Regions from separate parts of the Pan troglodytes genome. Here region 1 is linked to region 2. The links are chromatin contacts, called in public HiChIP or PLAC-seq maps. All regions are on one chromosome and are shown on one strand. The core of a region is the stretch at or near the end of the contact, and the rest is flanking DNA. Distances in the headings are between cores, read along the strand shown.

Evidence for each region. HiChIP or PLAC-seq counts read pairs in DNA pulled down with a chosen protein or histone mark.
Region 1: an H3K4me3 HiChIP or PLAC-seq map of stem cell-derived excitatory neurons shows a contact between it and region 2, with 9 times the contacts expected there. The contact joins the promoter of FADD here to the promoter of LTO1 in region 2.

Annotation. Positions count from the first base shown.
Region 1 is chr9:72,257,930-72,263,837 of NHGRI_mPanTro3-v2.0_pri, forward strand. FADD (Fas associated via death domain) reads left to right here and starts at 2,058. Exons shown (of 2, transcript XM_508611.8): 1 at 2,058-2,608; 2 at 5,001-5,908. The coding sequence starts at 2,323. The coding sequence ends at 5,341. All of the region lies in intron 3 of LOC107967138 (a long non-coding RNA gene), which reads right to left.
Region 2 is chr9:71,729,497-71,735,022 of NHGRI_mPanTro3-v2.0_pri, forward strand. LTO1 (LTO1 maturation factor of ABCE1) reads right to left here and starts at 2,526. Exons shown (of 6, transcript XM_016921435.4): 1 at 2,293-2,526; 2 at 324-429. The coding sequence starts at 2,342.

The DNA of each region.
Region 1 (5,908 bases), core at 808-3,307, 530 kb after region 2:
ATAAACAAAATAAAACTGTAACTCAGTGTTCATAGCAGCATTATTCACAACAGCCAAAAAGTGGAAGCAAAGGCAATGCCCATCCTCCGATGAATGGATAGACACACTGTGGCACCCAAACACCCAGACAGTGGAATAGTATGCAGCCATAAAAAGGAAGGAGGCTGGGCACAGTGGCTCACGCCTGTAATCCCAACACTTTGGGAGGCTGAGGCAAGAGGATCACTTGAGGCCAGGAGTTTGAGACCAGGCTGGCCAACATGGCAAAGCCCTGTCTCTACTAAAAATACAAAAATTAGCCTGGCATAGTGGCACATATCTACAATCCCAGCTAGTCGGGAGGCTAAGGCACAAGAAACGAGAGTCGCTTGAGCCCGGGAGGCAGAGGCTGCAATGAGCCGAGATTGTGCCACTGCACTCCAGCCTGGGCAAAAGAGTGACACTCTGTCTCAAAGAAAAAAAAGGAATGAAGTACTCATATGTTCTACATCATGGATGAACCTTGAAAATGATGCTGAAAACAGCCAGACACAAAATGCCACATACTGTATGGTTCTGTACACATGGAATGTCCAGAATTGGCAAATCCATAGATTTTAAAAAGTAGATTCGGCAGGGCACAGTGGCTCACGCCTGTAATCCCAGCACTTTGGGAGGCTGAGGCTCACTTGAGGTCAGGAGTTCAAGACCAGCCTGGCCAACATGGTGAAACCCTGTCTCTACTAAAATACAAAAATTAGCCAGGCATGGTGGCAGGCACCTGTAATCCCAGCTACTCAGGAGACTGAAGCAGGAGAATTGTTTGAACCCGGGAGGTAAAGGTTGCAGTGAGCCCAGATCGCACCACTGCACTCCAGCCTGGCCATAGAGCGAGACTCTGTCTCAAAAAAGCAAAAAAAAAAAAAAAAAGAAAGAAAGAAAAAGTAGATTCGTGGTTGGTGGGGGAGGGGAGGAGTACATGCTAATGGGTTTCTTCTTGGGGTGATGAAAATGTCCTAAAGTTAGACAGCAGTAAGGGTTGCACAACCTTGTGACTACACTAAAAACCACTGAAGTGTGACTTTAAAAGGGTCAATTGAATGGTATGTGAATTATATCTCAAGAAAACAAACTCAGCTGGCATCACCCCCTGCCCCACCCTGTGGTAAAGCTGGGTCCTTGTTGGCTGGTGAGGGCTCTCCTAATCTGCACCCCCTCCTCACCTCCAAACCCACGGCATTGCTGCTCCTGGAACCCCAGCCACACCTAGGTACCCGGCCCCTCCCAGCCTTCACCTGCGCCTTTACAGAGGCCCCATCAGACCACCGGGCCCCCCACCCTCCACACGCCCACCCCGTGAAGAGACTCCCTTTCCCCTGGCTCTTCTGAATTTCTGGCATACTATACGATTTCCTTATTTTTCCTTATTTTTATTTTTTAATAGAGACGGGGTCTCACTATGTTACCCAGGCTGGTCTCGAACCCCTTGTCTCAATCAATCCTGCCTCAGCCTCCCAAAGTGCAGGCATTGCAGGCTGAGCCACCACAGCCGCCACGACCTTCTCTTCTGGAGCGTGTCGCTTTTGTAATTATGATGTAAACTCCGGGCACGCGGGGACCCTCGCGCTTCGCTCACTAATTTGTCCCCAGACCCTACTACCTGGCACAGTAGGCGCTCAATACTGTTGATTGAATAAACGACTGCTACTTTGGAAATCATGTATTATTTAAATCACATGTTTAAACGCACATAAACTTCTGAGTAGTGTTTTCTGCACACACAAGATGTCTCCAGGGGTACCAAAGAATGCATTTTCCACGTTTGTCCCTAAACGTTAATGCATAAGTAACCTTGGTCACCAACAGATGTGAGGGCACGTGACGTTCGGGCTGCGCCCTCCCCGCCCCGGCCCTGCACACAGTAGGGCCGCACCGCGCTTTGCAAACAGGTGGACTCGGCAGAGGCGCGACCGCCCTCACCGCAGAGAGCTGGGCCACCTGCAGACTCTCAGGACACCCAAGGCCCCACCTCCCACCCGGAAAAGAGACGATACGCCGGGCGCAGGCGCAGAAGCCGCGCCCGTCCGCGGCGCCGCCAGCCAGGGCGGAAACGGCAACGGCTTCGCTAGGGACGCATGCGCGGGTCCCTTAGTTTTCGCGAGATAACGGTCGAAAACGCGCTCTTGTCGATTTCCGGTAGTGAATCAGGCGCCGCAGTGCAGGGTCGGGGGTGGAATCCTTGGGCCGCTGGGCAAGCGGCGAGACCTGGCCAGGGCCAGCGAGCCGAGGACAGCGGGCGCGCGGAGGGCCGGGCCGCAGCCCCGGCCGCTTGCAGGCCCCGCCATGGACCCGTTCCTGGTGCTGCTGCACTCGGTGTCGTCCAGCCTGTCGAGCAGCGAGCTGACCGAGCTCAAGTTCCTATGCCTCGGGCGCGTGGGCAAGCGCAAGATGGAGCGCGTGCAGAGCGGCCTGGACCTCTTCTCCATGCTGCTGGAGCAGAACGACCTGGAGCCCGGGCACACCGAGCTCCTGCGCGAGCTGCTCGCCTCCCTGCGGCGCCACGACCTGCTGCGGCGCGTCGACGACTTCGAGGCGGGGGCGGCGGCCAGGGCCGCGCCTGGGGAAGAAGGTGGGCGCGGGGCCGGGCCGGTGGAGCCAGGGCCTGGTCGCCCGGCTGTAGGTGCTGCGAGGCTCCTCCGGTTGGCTTCCAGGCGCCTCCCCTTTGCCGGGTTTGATTTGCGTGGGTTTTCTCCGTACAGCCCTGGTTTTGCAGATGGGAGAGCCAGAAACGCAGAAAAGTTAACTTATTCGAGGTTGCAGGGCGTGGACACGCACAGTCCTTTTTCCTCCACCCCCTTCTGCCCGGGTAAATTAGAAAACTCACTGAAGAAAAGATGAGTCAGAGAAGGTGTGGGGGAGGGGCAGAGGTTGGGTGAGCCTGCCTCGCATCATTTCCTTTCTGTCTCGGAATATGCTTTTCACGGCTGTCTGAGAGTAATACTAGCATTCAGTAACTCCTACCCAGGGGCTTACAGTGTGCCGCTTACCCTTGTAACTGCCAAATACAATTTTCGCAGTAGCCCTGTGGCTTAGATACTGTTAGCTATCACTGTTCCCATTTTACAGAGGACAGGACTGTGGCTCACAGGTTAAGTGGCGTTGCCGAAATGCGCAGCCGATAACTGACGGAGCTAGGCTTGAGCCAAGCAGTCCGGCCTCCGGATGGGTGGTGTTAGCCACTGCACTGCCTCTCTGGTCAAGTTCATTGTGGAGTGGCTTCCTGTCCTGCTCTCGGTCACTCCCTCTCCACCCTCGCCTGTGGATTGCAGCAGCTTCCAGGATAAAAAAGAAACTCTGAGTACAGCAGAGTTTCTCAGCCCTACCCCCCTTGTTCTCAGAGTCGGGAGAGGCTTGGGAGTGCTCTGGGGACGCCTCTCAGAGGCTTCAAGCTGTAGCTTGGAATCAGCCATTCAGTCACCAATCAGATAGGGCCTAAATGTGTCACCATGGGTTTCACTCTGTAAGGACTGGTGCCTGTTGAGGACAGGATGGACAGAACAGCTCTCTGCCTGAGAGCAGTCAAGTCCAGATTTTAAAAAAACATCAGTACTGAACAAACAAAACAGGACGTAGAAAAATCGGGTTTTATGGATATTTAATGTCTGGAGAAACACTGATAAATTGCATTTTAAAGGCGGTCTACGAAACATAGCTGACATTTGAGATGTATGTGTGCTTGGTTTTATTTATATTGTCATGTAGTTACTGTGTGCTGGGAAAAGTACACCAGAAGGTGAGCAGTGGGTATGGACAGGTTGGTAGCGGGCGACTGTGCCTTCCTCCCCAGAAGTTCAGCATAGCGGTTAAGGGTGGACTCTGGCACCACACTCTTAGGGTTTCAGAACATGGCTCTGCCATCGTCTAGCTACACGATCTCAGGAATGTCCATTAGCTTTCCTGTGCCTCAATTTCCTCATCTGTACAGTCATGGTAACACAGTGCCCAGCCCACAGGGCTGTCAGAGCTGCGGGAGCTGGTACACCTGCCAACGGTGTCTCAGAATTGCCAGGAGTAGTCCAAGCAGCACCCTGTCCTGCCTCTCCTTTCCTCTCTTCACATTCCAGAAGCGGCCTTTTATGGTCTTGTGACCAGCTCCCTGATCTCAGTGGTGACGTCAACAGATGAGGAGTATGGTAGCCAGGGACTGAAGACTGGTGGTCACTCGGGGCAGCTTTCTAAATAACAATTGGAGTGCCTACTAGTTTCCTGTGATTGCCATAACAAATGATCACAAATCTGGTGGCCTGAAGCAATAGAAATCTACCCCCTCAATCTGGAGGCCAGAAATCTGAATAAGCAGGGTGCAACAGACCGGCACACCCTCGGAATGCTGTTGGGGAGGCTCCTTCCGGGTCTCGTCCGCTTTGTGGTGGCTCCAGGCATTCTTTGACTTGTGGCCGCTTCACTCCAGGCTCACACGGCCTTCCCTGTGTGTCTCCTGCAAGGATACCTATCATTGGTGCATCCAGGTCATCCAGGATGATCTCCTCTCAAGACCCTCGGCTTACCTTTGCAAAGATGCTTTTTCCAAAGAACATTCATGGTTTCAGCAATTTCACGTGAACATACCTTGAGGTGACATCGTTCAACCTGCTGTAGGGCAGGATGTGGGATCAACCCTATTTTCTTCCCTCCCACAACTCCCCAGCCCCTCCCTCAGTGTCTCCTGCCCTAAGTAGGTAGCTCCACTACAACTTCCTTTGGCACTTGAGTCTTCAGTGGGCCACGCCTCCTAGGACAGTATTAGAGAGCAGGGGGTTTGGCTGAGGTGGAATCAGGCCACTCTTGGGCATTTGGTGACAGCCCCTCTGCTGCCAGGCGACTCTAGCCTCTACAGAGGACCTCGTGTAGGCACCTCTGTCCACTCAGCACTTGGCGTCAGTGCTGAAAAGCCCTAGGGAGGATTGTGGGGTCGCTTGTCTCCAAACCTATGGTAAACCGTTCTGTTCTTTCCTTCCCAGACCTATGTGCAGCATTTAACGTCATATGTGATAATGTGGGGAAAGACTGGAGAAGGCTGGCTCGTCAGCTCAAAGTCTCAGACACCAAGATCGACAGCATCGAGGACAGATACCCCCGCAACCTGACAGAGCGTGTGCGGGAGTCACTGAGAATCTGGAAGAACACAGAGAAGGAGAACGCAACAGTGGCCCACCTGGTGGGGGCTCTCAGGGCCTGCCAGATGAACCTGGTGGCTGACCTGGTACAAGAGGTTCAGCAGGCCCGTGACCTCCAGAACAGGAGTGGGGCCGTGTCCCCGATGTCATGGAACTCAGACGCATCTACCTCTGAAGCGTCCTGATGGGCGGCTGCTTTGCGCTGGTGGACCACAGGCATCTGCACAGCCTGGACTTTGGTTCTCTCCAGGAAGGTAGCCCAGCACTATGAAGACCCAGCAGGAAGCCAGGCTGAGTGAGCCACAGACCACCTGCTTCTGAACTCAAGCTGCGTTTATTAATGCCTCTCCCGCACCAGGCCAGGCTTGGGCCCTGCACAGATATTTCCATTTCTTCCTCACTATGACACTGAGCAAGATCTTGTTGTCTCCACTAAATGAGCTCCTGCGGGAGTAGTTGGAAAGTTGGAACCGTGTCCAGCACAGAAGGAATCTGTGCAGATGAGCAGTCACACTGTTACTCCACAGCGGAGGAGACCAGCTCAGAGGCCCAGGAACCGGAGTGAAGCAGAGAGGTGGAGAACTGGGATTTGAACCCCCGCCATCCTTCACCAGAGCCCATGCTCAACCACTGTGGCGTTCTGCTGCCCCCGCAGTTGGCAGAAAGGATGTTTTGTCCCAGTTCCTTGGAGGCCACCGGGACAGACCTGGACACTAGGGTCAGGCGGGGTGCTGTGGTGGGGAGAGGCATGG
Region 2 (5,526 bases), core at 1,276-3,775:
CCCAGGTTCAAGCGAGTCTCATACCTCAGCCTCCCAAGTGGCTGGGATTACAGGCATAAACCACCATGCCCAGCTAATTCAGTATTTTCAGTAGAGACAGTGTTTCACCATGTCGGTCAGGCTGGTCTCCAACTCCTGACCTCAAGGCGATCCGCCCACCTCAGACTCCCAAAGTGCTGGGATTACAGGTGTGAGTCACAGCGCCCATCCGGCACTGTGATTTTAAAAGGCCTGACAATTCTTACTCCATCACACTGAATATCGAAATAAATTATAAATTGTAAATGAAGAGGCTTCATCTCCAGATGGGGGTTCCCACTTACCTCAGACCCGATTTTGGCTCCATGCAGCGTGCCATGCTGCCTTCCCTCCATCACACCCAAACTACTGCCTTCTTCATAGCCTTCCCGATACCCTTCCCCATGAAACCTGTGAAGAAGAAGTATGCTTCATCAAATCAACAGGAGAAAGAATACTTTCTCCAGAAAAACTTCTCTCTCTTGTATTACCCGGACCCAGTAAGACAAACCAGAGTAAAGGAGGAAAAGCCTAAAATTCAAGTCAGAAGACACAGATTCCAGTCCCAGATCTACCACTTCCTATTTGCCTCTGGAAGTCACTGTACCTCTTGTAGCCCAGTTTCTCCATCTACAACAAAGGGCTAAATTAGGGATTCCCAAACCTGATAGGGTACTAGAAACACACAAGGAAAATTCAAAGATATTAACTCAAAAGCCTCACCCCCAGAGATTCAGTACGTCTGGAGCAAGGCTCTGGAATCTACTTTTCTTTCTTCCTTTTTTTTTTTTTTTTGAGACAGGGTCTCTGTTGCCCTGCCTGGAGTGCAATGGTACGATCACAGCTCACTATAGCCTCAAACTCCTGGGCTCAAGCGATCCTCCAGCTTTGGCCACTCAAAGTGTTGGGATTACAAGTGAGGGCCACCGCACCTGGCCTGCAATCCACTTTTCTTTTCTTGAGACGGAGTCTCGCTTTGTCGCCCAGGCTGGAGTGCAGTGGTGCGATCTCGGCTCACTGCAAGCTCTGCTTCCTGGGTTCACGCTCTCCTGCCTCAGCCTCCCAAGTAGCTGAGACTACAGGCGCCCACCATCACATCCGGCTAATTTTCTGTATTTTTAGTAGAGACGGGGTTTCACCGTGTTAGCTAGGATGGTCTGGATCTCCTGACCTCGTGATCCGCCCGCCTCGGCCTCCCAAAGTGCTGGGATTACAGGCGTGAGCCACCGCATCTGGCCCGGAATCTACTTTTCAAAGTCTCCTAGGTAAGTCTGGTTTGCAGCCAGAGTTAGGGGGCCAAAGTTCTGTGAGTGTTCAAGTAGCACTAGCCCAAGTCAACCGCTTCCAAAAAACTGCAACATACACACGGTTTGACATCACATGGGTAGGGCAACAGAGAGAAATGGCATCAGATCACCACAAAATGTTCTCCGACTGGTACCCGGAGTAGCACTGACCCTGAGGCCCAACAGTGGAACTAGCACTATCTTAACCTGCAGTCACCAAACGTGCAAGGAGTGGGCTGCAGCGCCCCATGAAGCAGGGTGCACAGCTCCCCACTTATTAGTTGTGTGACCCTGGAAACTGACTGTGCCTCCTAGTCTGTAAATTCCGAAGAATAATAGGATCCACTCACTAAGTAGGGCTGAAGTAGATAACCAGGGTGGAACGTTTAGCTCTGTGTCTGACTCACAGCGCGAGCTAAATAAACGTCAGCGACTGACTGCTAAATGTTCGGCCGCTTTCTTAACTAACATCTATGGACGTGTCCTCTGGGCCGGGCACTGGAAGTCAGCCAGGAGGCAACTCACAGCTCCCCCACTGTCGCAGCACGAGGGGCTCCCCAGGGGCTCTGGAGGAAAAGGGGTGTGGTCGGGTACATCTATCAGCACATCCATGAATACTGCCGTATGTCCTATGATTAAGGAACCAGAAAAAAAGGCAGCTCCCAGATGGCAAAGGTCTGCCCTCCCAGAGGACGGGGCGGCCTCGGAGGAGGGGAACCACCAGGCTGAGCAGATGCTTGGGGCAGCCCTGACAGGGAAGGCGGGTCTGGAAGAGCAGCTGGGCACGTGCCCCGCCGGAGCGGGCCAGGAGAAGAGGACCAGAGCATCAGGCCCACACTTGTCCCTGCGTCCACGGCCACCAGGCGCTCCCCAATGCGCACGCCCAAGGGACGCCAGGCTCCAGCAGCCGCCCTGGGCCGCAGCCGGCGGCGAAGCCGCTGGGAGACGACCAGACAGAGCGGGGTGCGGGCCCGGCCTCACCACCCACCTCTCATCCGCCATCACGATGGCATCGAATATGTCCTGACTGCCAGCCATAGCGGCAAGCAGCCCGCCCTTGGCCCCCGGGTTTCTGCAGCCCTGCGGTGCCGTAGCAGACACGGCAGGTTCAGGCACAACTACTCCGCTTGGGAGGAGACGAGACCCACTTCCGGAAGCGGCGGCGCGGGGCAGGCCGGGTAAGAACGGCACGCGGGAGGGTCCAAAGCAGCCTGTACATGGCGCATGCGCGGCTGCAGCGGTGGGCGGGGCCGGACTCGACTGAAGCCCCGCCCTGGGGTCCTTTCGCCCTGCCCAGCTCCAGCAAAGGGCCTGTCTGTCCGCGCTGGGAGCGTCCATTGGCCGCGCGCGGGGAGAGCCGACCTGTATTTTACCACTGCAGATAGAACCGAATTTCCCAAAGTGGCTCCGAAAGAACCAAGGAAGAAATGGGAAGTCATCAGCTGGGCGCGGTGGCTCACGCCTGTAATCCCAGCACTTTGGGAGGCCGAGGCGGGCGGATCACCTGAGTTCGGGAGTTCGAGACCAGCCTGGCCAACATGGTGAAACCTCGTCTTTACTGAAAATACAAAAATTAGCCGGGCATGGTGGCAGGCGCCTGTAATCCCAGCTACTCGGGAGGCTGAGGCAGGAGAATCACTGGAACCTGGGAGGCGGAGGTTGCAGTGAGCCGAGATCGCGCCACTGCACTCCAGACTGGCGACAGAGCCAGACTCCGTAAAAAAAAAAAAAAAAAAAAAAAGGGAAAAGAAATGGGAAGTCATCAAAGAACCGACGCCTCAGGAGGCTCCGGGCCAGGAGGCTCTGCGTGTGGGATTTTGGGGAGAAATTTGTCGGTTTTAGTTCTCATATTTGTCATTTCCATGAGATGTGCTTCCTGAACACGATTTTTAAAAAGCGATTTCAAAGTCTAAGCGACAACGGAACTCAGATGAGAAACACCAGAAGCATTCCTAAAAAAGTCAGTAGTAAAACCTCACGTGACCACTGAACATCTTTCTACCAGCCCTGGCCAATGCAGTAAAACATGAAGCAAGAAGTGGAAATACCAAAAAAAAAAAAAAAAAAAAAAAAAAAGAAAGGCAGAAATACTACTATTTGCAGATATGATGGCCCACCTAGAAAACCCAAATAGTCACCTAAGACGTTCTCAGAATCCATAATCGCAGCAAGTAGCTATGTGTATGATGAATAGCGAAAAAAACACTTTCTGTTATTCCAACAATAATTGGTAGTAACCTGAGCAGGGGTGGTGATGGGAAAATCGCCTTATGATAGTCATAATACATTTCTTAGAAATAAGAATTTCTAACAATTTGAGCAGGACCCATATAAGGAAAACTACAGCTCTACCATGATTGAGGATTGGAAAACTGAACAAGTGCAGTACCAAAGAAAATTCCATGAGATCTGGTAAAATGTGTCAAAATCCTAAACTTTTTCATCCGTATGAATAAACTAATAAAAATAACTAAGATGTTTTAGAAAAAAAAGAATGATTTTCATATCAGATATGAAAAGATAAAGTGTCAATATAAATATTGTGGTATGTTGGTTCAAGAAGTGACAGACCAGTGAAATAAAGTAAATGGCCCAGACAATGGACTCTCATAGATGTAAAGCCTTCTCATGTGGTAAAAAGAAGAATTACAAATTAATTGGAGAAAGGAAATATTAACTAATAACTATAATGGAAAATTGGTTGTTTGGGAAAAGCTTGGTTCCATTTATGCCTCACACCATTCGTCAAAATAATTCCAGATGAGTTAAAGAGTTAACTTAAAAAAATTAAGCACATTGGCTGGGCACGGTGGCTCACGCCTGTAATCCCAGCACTTTGGGAGGCCCAGGCAGGTGGATCACCAGAGTTAGGGGGTTCGAGACCAGCCTGACCAACATGGAGAAACCCCGCCTGTACTAAAACTACAAAATTAGCCTGGCGTGGTGGTGCATGCCTGTAAGCCCAGCTACTCGGGAGGCTGAGGCAGGAGAACCCAGGAGACAGAGGTTGCAGTGAGCCGAGATCGCACCATTGCACCCTAGCCTGGGCAACAAGAGCAAAACTCCATCTCTAAATAAATAAATGAATAAAGCACATTTTGCCTGTAATCCCAGCACTTTGGGAGGCCGAGGCGGGCGGATCACGAGGTCAGGAGATCGAGACCATCCTGGCTAATATGGTGAAAACCCGTCTCTACCAAAAAATACAAAAAAAAAAAAAAAAAAAATTAGTGGGGCATGGTGACGTGTACCTGTAGTCCCAGCTACTTGGGAGGCTGAGGCAGGAGAATGGCATGAACCTGGGAGGTGGAGCTTGCAGTGAGCCGAGATCGTGCTACTCTACTCCAGCCTGGGTGACAGAGCGAGACTCTATCTCAAAAAAAATAAAATAAAATAAAAATAAATAAATAAATAAAATAAAATAAAGTACATTAAAAAATCTAGGTGGAACATTCAGACAAGTACGAAGATGCTCTTTTAACACATAAAAGCCATGAAGGAATTCTCAGCAAGCAAAACCAACATTTTACCATGTAAAAATGCAAACTTGTGTGTACCAAAAGTGATAAGAAACAAAATTTAAAGTTAAAGAACAATATGGGGAAATATTTGTCATAAATATTGTAACTAAAGAAATAATATTTCTGGTAAAGAGTTTATTTAAATACATGTATTTATTTAAATAAATACATCCTAATGGGGAAAAAAAAGGACTTGAAACATTATTCACAGAAAGAGCAACAGCTGGCCCATCAGGAAAAGCAGACGCAGCCTCACTAGTAACCAAGCAATGCTGAGAAAGAATAATGAGATGCATTTTTTACCTTTTAAAATAGCTTAAGTTCTTTTTCTCCTTTTTTAGAATTAAAAGATACTCTTAATGAGCACAAGTGCATACATTGAAGACACCTCTTGGTCAGGCAGTTCAAAAACATAGGAAGGGCATTATATATATATATATATTTTGTTTGTTTGTTTGTTTGTTTTTACTAGCTGGGCGTGATGGGTCACGCCTGTAATCCCAGCACTTTGGGAAGTCAAGGTGGGCAGATCACCTGAGGTCACCAGTTCCAGATCAGCCTGGCCAAACAGTGAAACTTCGTCTCTACTAAAAACAAAAATTAGCCGGGTGTGGTGGTGCGCTCCTGTAGTCCCAGCTATTCTGGAGGCTGAGGCAGGAGAATTACTTGAACCTGGGAGGTGGAGGTTGCAGTGAGCCGAG